Linked DNA regions of Mus musculus: region 1 is linked to region 2. Evidence: chromatin contacts called from public Micro-C data. All regions are on one chromosome and are shown on one strand. The core of a region is the stretch at or near the end of the contact, and the rest is flanking DNA. Distances in the headings are between cores, read along the strand shown.

Region 1 (5,954 bases), core at 1,175-3,674, 260 kb after region 2:
ACCAGGACCCCAGAGAAGACTACATTTGGAGCATGGTCTTTAAAGAGGTCCTTAGTTAAGGATATGTCAATAGGGCAGACCTTGATCCAGTATTAATGGTATCTTTCTACAGGGAAACTTAGACAGAGATGCCAAGGAGAGGTCACATGACAACACAGGGAGAAGATGGCTGCCTACAAGCTAAGGACTGAGGCCAGAAAAGACCAGCTTTAATGCTGGGTCTCATGCTATGGTATTTCTTTCCTTCCCTAACTCCATGAATCCCCTGGTCATCCCATCCACATTGCACAACTGTTCTCTTTGAGTGTCATCATTGTCTTTACTTCTTGTTGATTGCCCAGGATGGGCTGGGTATGCTTTTCTGTTTCTGGCTCTCTCTCTGGGGTGTATGACAGTGTCTAGTGCAACAAGAATGCGAAGTTCTTGCCCAATGTTTTATTGAAGGGACAGGTGAAACTTGCCTAAAGGCACAGAGCTGGGGGAGGAGGCCCATCAGATTCGGATCTGAGCCCATCATCCTCTGAAGCACACAACATTCTGCTTCTCCCTGGTAAATGAGCTTATGGGCAAGCCACCATTTTAGATGTTTGGTTTCTATGATGATCTCCTTTTCATTTTAATTTAACTAAAAGTGTGTGTGTGTGTGTGTGTGTGTGTGTGTGTGTGTGCAAATGGTGTGAACATGGAGGTTATAGGAGGACATTGGGTGTCCTGTTCTAGCATTCTGCCCTACCCCCATGAGACAGAGTTTCTCACTGGACCTGACAGTAAGTTTGTGGCCAGCAAGACCCCCTACTCTTCTAGTCTTTGCCCCTCACCTTGCTCTGGGATTATGGGCTTGTGGAGCCACAGCCAGATTTTTATGTGGGTAGAGATGAGTTGACCCAGGATGCTTTACTGCACAGTAAGCACTCTTACCCACAAAGCCATGTCTCTGGCTAGCCCCCATTATTATTTAAATATAAATAACTCACAGATATTAATCCACTACCCAATTAAGGGCCTCTCATATATGTGGGTTTTGTTATGTCATGTGTGTGCTGGTTCCTGTGGAAGCCAGAAGAGGGCCTTGGATCCCCTGAACTGGAATGGCAGACAATTGTGAGCTGCCTCTGTGAGGGTCCTCTGCAAGAGCCGCAAGCACTCTTAATCACTTAGTTTCCAGATCCATGTACTGATTTAAAAAATTACATCTTAGTCTCTGATTTTCTGCAAAATAATCCTTCATCTTTTTTACCCAAAGTTTGTGGCTCAAAGCTAGAATTTAAGAGGGGCTCAATGTTCAGACAATGAATGCAGATCGTATGACATTAGAACAAACTTAAAGATTATTAAAACATGTTGCCTTTTCATTAGACATCATCTAAAATGATTTCTGTGCACATCATAGCTGAACTTCAAATTTGCCAGGTATGTGCATTTACCAGCTACCTCCTGGCATTTTACTACCATGAAAGCACAAAGTGAATTTATTCTGCTAATGTGAACAGTAAAAACCTTAGATGGGTTTAATCTTTGTTTCATTGATCAAAGAATTCTCACAAACCCGGCAGTCCCCAGAGCTCGCACATTGAGAACTCCCGCCCTCCGTGAGAGCAGGTGACATTTCTGGACAGTACAGTTGAATGGGTTTCAGGTTGGCACTGTACCTTACTAGAATCAGGCACCTGTGCCTGAAGCTCAGCTCCTGTCACTAACTGACACTCATCCCTTTGTCACAAAAGTGGACCCCAAAGAAGGCTTTTGGCTAGTTGACGTTCAGGATAAACAATCCTGATCCAAAAATGCTTGCATTTGGATTTTTCTCTCCTGGATTTTGTTATATCTGCATATACAGAATGAAGTATCTTCTGGGTTGGAATTTACTTAAGCCTGATGTATATATTACATACATTGCCTGGAAGTTGTACTGTATGATATTTTTCATGTATCTCCGGTTTGAGCTAGCATATGGCATCAGATGTACTGTTCTCCTTATGGTATCTATCATGTTGGTACTTTAACAGTTTGGGATTTTAGAGCCGTGGTGTTTTAGAAGTGCTCATCTGTACAAAGCATGCTCGTTGAGTGAGGGAGGACTCAGAGAGTCCCTCTGGGCAATGAGTTTAACTCTGAGGTATTTGAGAAGTGGCTGAGTCAGTAGCGAAATTTCACCATTCTAACTCATGCTAGAATCTCTGAACACTCTAGAAACGTGTATCATTTTATAGTTTTGATTTTCAGTGGCTCTACACTAACCCTATTTGGTCAACCTTTTATGATTCCTGTGAAGTTTTTTGTTGGTGTGAATAACCCTGCTGAGGATAGCAGAACATATGTCTGGGCACAGTAATTTTTCTTTTACATTGTTAGGGCACATGCCTAGAAATGAGGGTATGAAATCCCTGAAACATGCTGCCAAGGCACTCTCTAAATGCATCTGCCAGGATGGCAGAGATGGCTCATCAGTAAAGTGCCTTGCTGGGCAAGCATGAGGAGCTAAGTTTGGATTCCCAGCATCCGTGGAGAAGCTGGGCACAGTGGCCCAGGTCTGTAATTTCAGTTCTGGGAATGGAGTGGGGATGACCCAGAAGCCAGACCCCTGGAGCTCATTGGCCTGACAGTTATTGGTAGCATCAGAAGAGACAAATTCATCCCAGCTAACTACCCATGTTAAATAACTACCCATGTTAGCTAACTACCCATGTTAGCTAACTACCCATGTTAGAGTAAATCCTATGGAATCTCCGTTCCTGCTAAGCTCAGGGTAGAGCTCACAGCACTGGGAGGCTGAGTGACACGAAGGCCTCAAACCCCAGAATGAGGCCCTGAGCAACTCTGCTTTGGAGACCTCTGATCCTGCATGTGGCCTTGGGTACTTGCATTCCTGGCAACTTACTCAGCCACCTACTTGGTGAAATTGTCGCTTTGCACGGCAAATCGTGTGGTTGGGTATTCAACGTCAAGAAAGGCTGTGAGATGTGCCAGTCTGATTCAGAGAGAGAGGTGGGGATGAGGCCAGCAGACCTACTACTGACACTGTGTGATACACACGGACACAATCTCATGTATTTCGAGTGGGTTTCCACATCGATGAAAACTCTATAAAGTCGACTCGGTGCTTGTTGAAATGTGAAATTCATCTTTCTAGAAGATTCAGTTATGTGGAATTCATTATGACTGGCTACGTCAGTCATTGGGAGGTTATGATGCTAGTCTTTTTCTCTTTAGGGATTGAGGAGTATGCTGACTCAGAGCTGTTTACAAGGAAATCACATTATTTATTTGGGTTTGGTACAGGAGAAGTTAGCTCAGTCGTCAACTTGTGAACTCACCGTACGATTCTCGTGTTCTGATATTCCTTCGTGTTGAATAACTTCAAAGGGCAGCTGGGCAGAGCCCTGAAGCCACACAGGGGGCAACTTCTCACCTGCTGCCTTAGATCATCGAAGACACAGCTCAGCTCACATTTCCACCCAGGACATATGTGGCAGACATGCTGCAACTTGTTTGGAGAGAAAGGCACGGGGCAGGGAGTCACAGTGAGCTGTGTGGGCTGGGGCAGGCTTTAAATATAACTAAGGGCTATGCTTTTAGATGAAAAGCAAAGGAGGCGGGGCTTCAGGCCATGGGTCACTTCCTAAAAATAAAGTCACTGAACTTTGAGAGAACTTTAGGATTATCTTTGTCAACCCCAGAGTAGCTGCCAGCGGAGAGAAATTTGAAACTGTTTACCATTTGGGCCCAAAATGGAGCATTGATCCAGTTTTGACGGATTCAAATGACAAATGTGCTTTTGCAAGGCCAGCCTGGGATGTGAGGATAGAGGGACTTTTGCAACCCACCCTGTTCGCCCAGATCTTGAAATGGTGACATTCTGCAAGCCTCAAGTTCATTTTGTCTTGGTGGCAATTTCTGCCAGCTGCAACAGACCCCACTTTATTATCATGACTTTATTTTGCTCCCAGTTGCCTTTTGTCTGATAATTAAAACATTGAGTTTTCTTGAAAAGTAGAAAAATACAAAAGGTTTAACATCTAGACATGTTAAAGCAGACATCTACACATCTATTACCAACAGTCAATATATGTCTCCTTATTACATTTGATACTTTTCTTTTAATTATGTGTATGTATGTATGTGTGTAGGTATGTTCACTCGAGTGCAGGAACCTTGGAGACCAGAGAGGGGTCAGACTCCTGGAACTAAAGTTACATGTGGTCGTGAGCTACGTGACGTAGGTGCTAGGGATGGAACTCAGGTCCTCTGTAAGAACACTATGTGCTTTAAATCCTGGCCTTTGCTCCAACACCTCATCTTTCTTTTTTTAAGAAAAACAATTTGAGTCAAGTATGATACACATCTGTAATAGTGATACACATTTGTAATAATGATGCACGTCTGTAATGATGGTGCACATCTGTAATGATATACATCTGTAATGATGGTGCACATCTGTAATGATGATGATGCCCATCTGTAATGATAATATACACCTGCAATAATATACATCTGTAAGGATGATACCTATCTGTAATGATGGTGCACATCTGTAATGATGGTGCACATCTGTAACGATGATGATGCACATCTGTAGTATTAGCACTCAGAAAAATTAAAGCTGGAGGAACATGAGTTCCTCCCCAAGTTGGGCTATATTGTGAAACCCTATCTCAAAAAACAAAACAAAACAACAAAGAAACAAATGGCAAACTGCAAACAAAAGTGTAAGAAGAAATTCCCATTAAGAAAAATATATTTCCCCTTGGTATTACTTCTCTTCTTCCCATAGAGGATAACACCATACACTTAGTATGATGCTAACAGGCATGCCAAACCTTTTGACACTGAAATATGACATTGTCATCCACAAAGTTTAAACTCTAGAATTAAAAAAGTAAACAACAATTGTAAAATAATCTTAGAATGTTTTAAATAAGTTCAAAGTTTTGTGTTGGGCTGAATGTTGGTTGCCTATGGCCCATGGGCTGCGGGTTGGACACAAGTCTGGCATGTTTATATTTATCCACGAATGCACCAGGCATCATTTTAAAGTTTATTTGAAAAAGAACACGTAGTAAAAATAGTATTACAAAGTAGCAAGCTGGGGTTGAGGAGGGCTCAGTGAGTAGAAATGCTTGTGAAAACCTCAGTCCAAATTCTCAGCCTCCATGGAGTAGGCAGGCATGGCCTTGTGTGCCTGGGACTGTAGAGTCGAGAAATGGAGCTTGCTGGCCAGCAGCCTGGTCAGCTTCGGGTTCAGTGAGAGATCCCACCTCAGAGGAATGAGACAGGGAACGTGGTCGTGAAGACATCACCCTCAGCTCCTGCTGCCCGTCCTATCCCATACAATAGTTTGTAGATTTTCCAGTAATTTGTATACATAAAACTAGAGAAACTCCAAATGACGATCAATTTGTTTCTTGTTTTCTGGCATATGACATAGACCTTTTCCCGTGTTTTTTGCTTTGTCATGTTGCCTGGGCCCTGTTAGAGGTTAATGATGAGCGCTTAGGCTTGTTTCCAGGATTAAGAGGAATGCTTCTGCAGTGTGCTTATAATATTTGCTAGGGATCTTGGTATGTTGTTTGTGGGATTTGCTGTAGATACTGCTTAGCAGAATAAGGAAATCCCTGCGTATTCAGAGTTGGCAAGCAGTTTTTATTTGTTGTTATGAGTAAGTCATGGATTTTACTGGAAGCTTTTCTGCATCCCTTGAGTTGAATTCTTCTTCTTCTTCTTCTTCTTCTTCTTCTTCTTCTTCTTCTTCTTCTTCTTCTTCTTCTTCTTCTTCTTCTTCTTCTTCTTCTTCTTCTTCTTCTTTTTAATGTGGAGAATGACATTGTTTGATCTGCTAACACTAGGGCCATCCTTACGTTTCTAGATCTAATGTCACTTGCTTTTATTGCTTGTGAAAGATTGGCATATTTGGTCTATCAGCGATTCATTTAGATATTTTGTGTCTGAGTTTAATT
Region 2 (5,862 bases), core at 1,934-4,433:
ACTAACCAGTACTCCCCGGAGCTCGTGTCTCTAGCTGCATATATATCAGAAGATGGCCTAGTCGGCCATCTTTGGAAAGAGAGGCCCATTGGTCGTGCAAACTTTATATGCCCCAGTACAGGGGGACGCCAGGGCCAAGAAGTGGGAGTGCATGGGTAGGGCGGTCAGGGGGGAGGGTATGGGGGACTTTTGGGATAACACTGGAAATATAAATGAAGAAAATACCTAATTAAAAAAAATCCTTCATGTAAAATTTTATAATAAATCTTGGCTTAGTGACTAAAAAAATGTGCTTATGTCTAACATTTTAGATTAAAATCATAACCACTTGTTTTAGTTAATAGATGAATTCCTGGTGGTAAATTATGAAGATAATTTTTATAAACTGACTATTTTCTCATAATAAGCAACGGTATAAAGCAAATGATTTTCAGTTGGTTTTTGGTCGATGCCGAGAGAATTTCTTATCTTAGTTTCTTGAATTCTATCAGCAGAGTGTCATCAAGACCACTGACTGATGCAGTCTGATGGACTGATAAGACAAGCGAAGAATATAGTTCATACTGTTCTCTCGAAAGATAAGCCATGTGTACTTTTGCTGTGCTCTAATCTGACAGTATGTAGCTCTTGGATAGAGAGAAGCATTTTTCTTTATCTATATCCATTTCTCAAGGGCCAGGGCTTGAGAGAAAAGACAGTGTCCTGGACAGTAGCTATATTTAGTTCCACCCCTGTATTATTTATAATAATTCTTGGTACTTTCTAGGATCCATGCATGTTCTCAATTTTAATGGGAGGGCTAACCCTTTGAGGTTTAGACAGAACTTTCCGTATCGTATGTAGTCAACCAATGCTGGATGGAGAGGTGAAGGCTGGGGACCATTGCTTGGATCTCTATACTGATGGGTATTTATTATATCCAGCTTGCTGTGTTAGGGAGCTAGGAAAATCATTATTGGTGGCTTCAGAGACATAGAGGCCTACTCTGGGTGGACTGACTCCTACAAATTCTTTAGGTTCCAAAGCATTAGCATTAACCAAAAACAACTCTGAAAGAAGCCTTTTCTCTAGGATACAAGTACCTAGAAAACGGCTATGTTTACTTCTTTAAAGCTGAGTAGAGTTTTGCTATGCTCTTGGTACATTATCATATTGTCCTTTCTAAGTGGTATTTCTCCTCTTAATTGTGTTTTGGAGATGGAGTCTTTGAAGATACTGGGGGATAGGAACTGGGTGAGAGATGGCATCTTAGAGTAGAGATTCAGACTCTTAGACTTTTACAGTGTGACACAGATCAAGGTTGACTTTAGTTGGCTGCCTGCCTGCGTTGGTTGGGGTCAGTCAGCTACTGCTTTACAGTCCATGCTGGTCCCCACTAGGTTAGTTAGCTGTGTCTGAGCAGATCATCATACCCATTTGGCTCACAGTGCAACTGGCAGGTGTCTGCCACCTTGGGTCTCATCTTCTTCATTGGAATCTGGAAGCTCATGACAGCAGAAGCACTCCCAAGTGTTTCCCTATTAAACGGCACAGTTATGACAGTCTTTTTCAAATGTATTTCTTCTTCCATGTGAACTATGTCTCTCAAAGCCAAGATGGAGGGAACAACCCCTAGGTTCTCTGGGTGACAAAGTTGGGGTGGGTAAGCAGGTTGCAAGTGCTAAATTAACAAGTCCCTCTATCCGGAGTGTTGGATTTCTTCCTCCACATTCCATGAGGAATTTCTGGTATCTCAACTTTGGTTTTTGGCCACATTCGAGTCCAAGTTTCATCATGTACTTGAGCACCTCATTGAGAACTATCCCCAGCTGTTGGAGTTAGCATTGTGAATCAAAACTCTTCTAGGGGACTTCAGTTCAGCCTGATTTCAATTATGATCTCATTTGTCTCTGGTTTAACACCTCCAGAATCTTTTTGATCCCAAGATTTTCTCTCTATAAATTAAAACCTTTCAGTGGCTTCTATGTGTGAATTTATGTGTCTAGAAGCCATGACTAATAGGATGAATGGTGCAGGCATCAGTCTTAGGTGAAGTAATGTAGATTGGGAGAGAGAGGACTGCTGCCTCTGCTGGTATAGGGGCCAGAAGAAGTTGGAAGTTTCTGTTTCTTGACTAATCCAAAAGTTCTTGAGTCTGGTGTTTCATGACCATTGGCCTCTTCTGCGCCTGGCTGTGATGGAGTAACTGGTCCCGTGGCTCACTCTCCTGCATTTCCTGTGCTATGTATGAGTCTGCCCAAAACATAGTGGCTCAAACCCACGTAATCACCCCTTCAAGATGTTTGTTTCTCCTGTGTCTCTGTGCCACAGGAATCTGGGGAGAGCTTGACTTCTGGGGAGAGCTTGACTTCTGGGGAGAGCTTGACTTCTGGGGAGAGCTTGACTGGGCTTTGGGATTTCTCAGAAGTTACAATTAGCTGGTGGTGAAGTGGGCACTTCATGGGGTGTGTCCTGGGGCTTAGGATGCCCCACCAACAGGTCCTCTACACTTCCAATAGCCTGAGGCCAGCTGGGATTCTTGTCCTCATCTCAAGGCTTCTCTGGGTGGCTTTTCCTCAGGAATCAGCAGGGCTCCAGCCCAGTGTCCCGGAGAAGTTCCCAGCTTCTAAGGTCACTCAGTGTTGTTTTTGCCATAGTCCCAAGTGCATCCACAGCATTTGCTAAAGAATAAAAAGCAAAAACAATGTATAGCTAAAATTCCATTGAGAAAATAATAATAATAAAGTGGAACCTATTTGATTGCCTCCGGCTTTGCCCAGCGCTAACGTCTGAGTCTGCCCAGCTGTGCTCCCGCAGTCCTGTGGCCTGACAGCCACCAGCGCAGCAGACCCTCTGCGAGCATCAGAAATCCTCTGGTTCACCGCCCTGAGGATGGAAAACACCAAGGGCCGTTCCTTTCCCTTCCTTCAGCTGTCTGAGTGGGTCTGGAAGCAGCTGGCCTGTCTCTCACTGTCTACCTTCATGGTGCCCTGTCTCTCAGCAGACAAAGCTCTGAGCTTGTAGGTGCTGTAGTCTAAGGCACCAAGAAGACAATTCCAGAATTCCTTCTTCAGCGGGTGTCATGGACTTGCCGGCGTTTGTTCCCTTCACAGTCATGGCATCAGATTGCCAGGAGACAGTGCATGTGGCCACATCTGCAGTGTGGTGGCTGATGTTTATTCCAGACCACAGAATCCACTATAACGGAATAGAAATGGAAGGGATTTTATGTGAGTCAGCTTTGGAATTTGTGGAATGGTGTGGTGCAAAGTTTAAATGCCTTCCTGTCAAGAGAAATGCTTTGAACCACACTGTAAGCTTATTGGTGTGGCCACTATCGTATGACGTTTTTGTTAACTGTTTGTCTTTATGGCTCACAGAGTTTTGTTCAGATACATTAAAAACCATTTTATTATTTGGTAATAGAGGAAACTTGTATCCTAAAACATTGAACTATAAAATTTCATATTTGTTTTGGCTTATGATTATTTTCCCTTGGAAATTGTTTTGTACATTTTCAGTCCATGTCCAGAGTACACCTGACAGTCTGTATTACCTGTACTTCATCACAAATGCAAAAGCACCAGCATTTGGAAAAGTTCATTCCTTATTTAAAAAGAGTTCAAAACTTAGATACCTTACAGATACATGGAACTTAAACTAAATCTAGTATATAGACTTTCAGGTTGCCAGTGTATCAGAACAGGGTGGCAGATGGGGGTGAGGTAAGTTGAGGATTCCTAGTAGTCATAAGCGTAGTCACGTGATAGGCAGCCTTGTATTGAGGGTGATCTTTAAGTTGGTCTTTAAGCTGACCGCCTGGAGGAGCCACATGTGCCTGGTGTTGGTGTCACCAAGCAGGCTGCCCTGCCTGGATGGGAGTCATGGGTAAACAAGGAGAACTTGGGGTAAGTGTCAGATCGTACACACTGGACAGCCGTAATTAGGTTGTGAGCAGCAGCAAGTTGGACCTGCTGGAGTGAACAGATCCAGCTGAAGCCTTGGGAATCAAGGTCCCCTGGCTCTGCAGCTCAGTGTAGGCCCATGATTCCTTAGCCTTTGATAGCTCCAGCTTCAGCCTTCTGAATAACAGAACTCTGAGACCCTTGGTTCTAAAGGACGGACAGCCCCCTGGAGCCTGTGCAGTGCCCGCTCTTTCTCTGCCACCTCTTTCTAACCTTGCTTCTACCTGTTCTCTGTCCTTTTTCCCTCCACTGCCTCTTTGTTACTGCGTTGTGCTCTCTTGAACCGTTTAACTCCTCCTTCAGATAGGCACCCCAGCCACCTTGCTCCTTTAATGTCGTGGCCTCCTGACTTCCCAGCTCTGCTTCCTGAGGTGTCACAGCTCCTCTGTTGCTGCTTTTGCTGACCGCTCAGCTGCTGCTGCCATGGTCCTCTGCCACTTCTGCCACTGCTGCTGTCTGTAGTCAGTGTACTTCTTTCTCCTCCTTACCAGCTCTGCCCACAGTACTAGAAGCAGGCGAGAAAGAAAGGACAACTAAAGAAAATCCTTTGGGGGGAGTGAGTGTGTGTGTGTGTGTCTTAGCCCACTCACTAAATTAGGGTACACAACCTACTTATATAGACAGAGAAGGGGTATTGTATCAGTCACAGTCCACCTCACATACAGATGAAGGCTTTTGTTTGCCCTGGCCACAGACCCCGTGTGAGGCTAGCTCGGGGGAAACGGTAACGGTGATTATCAAGCCTTAGGAAAACAAAAAGTCCTGGCTGAGGAAAAGCGTGAGTGTGGTTGTTGTTCAGTTGTCTCAGGGTGTCTTTGGAGCATTCCAGATGGCAGTGACACAGTCCAGTTTGGTAGATTGCTCCCCCTACCCCCCGCCCACCACCTCAGCCTATTTTCAGTGAAATGGACATTAGGAACTCAAGGAAGATGTCATTGACACTAATGGTGACTTCAGCACCTGCCCAGAGGAGGATTGCGAGATGGCTCTTCTACTTCTCAGTGCAAAGTTACATCTGTAGGCGAAATGTGGCTTGGTTGAGTGGTAGATGTTTAACAATGGCTTTTCAATTATATCTCTTTTAAATAGAATTTTAACAACTTAAATAGAGAATACATAAAAACAAAACCATCTCCATGCTATGGGGCAAGGTGAGGTAGAGACTCTTCTCTAAGAGCAGCGGTGGGACCAAGGGAAGCAGGGAATGCTGTGGAGTGGCGGGAGTGGGCGGCCTGTCAGGCAGGAGGCTCCCTGTGTTCTTAGAATAGTCCCTGCCTCTCCTGCTTCCTTTTCTCTTGGGCCATATTTGTCTTCCTTCGGGCTTTTCTCAGGCAGCCCATGCTCTCGAGTCATGAAATGAGCAAGTAATTGAAAATTCACAGACTATGAAATAAAAGTACACGTCCTAAAAATAGCAGCTAGTTAGGATTAAGTGATTTTTTTATTAGATATTTTCTTCATTTACATTTCAAATGCTATCCTGAAAGTCCCCTATACCCTCCCCCACCCTGCTCCCCAACCCACCCACTCCTGTTTCCTGGCCCTGGCGTTCCTCTGTACTGGGGCATATGATCTTCGCAAGACCAAGGGCCTGTCCTCCCATTGACACTAATTGATGGCCGACTAGGCCATCCTGTACGACATATGCAACTAGAGACACGGCTCTGGGGGGGTACTGGTTAGTTCATATTGTTCCTCCTATAGGGTTGCAGACCCCTTTAGCTCCTTGGGTACTTTCTCTAGCTCCTTTATTAGGGGCCCTGTGTTCCATCCAATAGATGACTGTGAACATCCACTTCTGTATTTACTAGGCATTGGCATAGCCTCACAAGACATAGCTATATCAGGGTCCTGTCAGCAAAATCTTGCTGGCATATGCAATAGTGTCTGGGTTTGGTAAGTGATTTGTTTTTGTTGC

Evidence for each region. A called contact is a pair of places that touch in the nucleus more often than the background predicts.
Region 1: a Micro-C map of muscle stem cells shows a contact between it and region 2, with 4 times the contacts expected there. The contact joins two enhancer-like sites. A contact is called at or near these places in 1 of 484 Hi-C or Micro-C datasets (muscle stem cells), 2 of 115 datasets of contacts at active chromatin or transcription factors (the NIH/3T3 cell line and embryonic stem cells) and 1 of 9 other capture datasets (embryonic stem cells).

The regions. Positions count from the first base shown.
Region 1 is chr17:75,053,342-75,059,295 of GRCm38.p6, forward strand. The region is part of intron 2 of Ltbp1 (latent transforming growth factor beta binding protein 1); the gene reads left to right. Among named protein-coding and RNA genes, the nearest start is that of Ltbp1, 51 kb to the left of the region's middle. Within about 2 kb of position 2,425, at least 45 of the 459 cell types and tissues checked have an H3K27ac peak or open chromatin away from gene starts, as enhancers often do. A contact at or near this core is called in the NIH/3T3 cell line and muscle stem cells, where this site is marked.
Region 2 is chr17:74,793,313-74,799,174 of GRCm38.p6, forward strand. All of the region lies in intron 12 of Ttc27 (tetratricopeptide repeat domain 27), which reads left to right. Among named protein-coding and RNA genes, the nearest start is that of Ttc27, 78 kb to the left of the region's middle. Within about 2 kb of position 3,184, at least 42 of the 459 cell types and tissues checked have an H3K27ac peak or open chromatin away from gene starts, as enhancers often do. A contact at or near this core is called in the NIH/3T3 cell line and muscle stem cells, where this site is marked.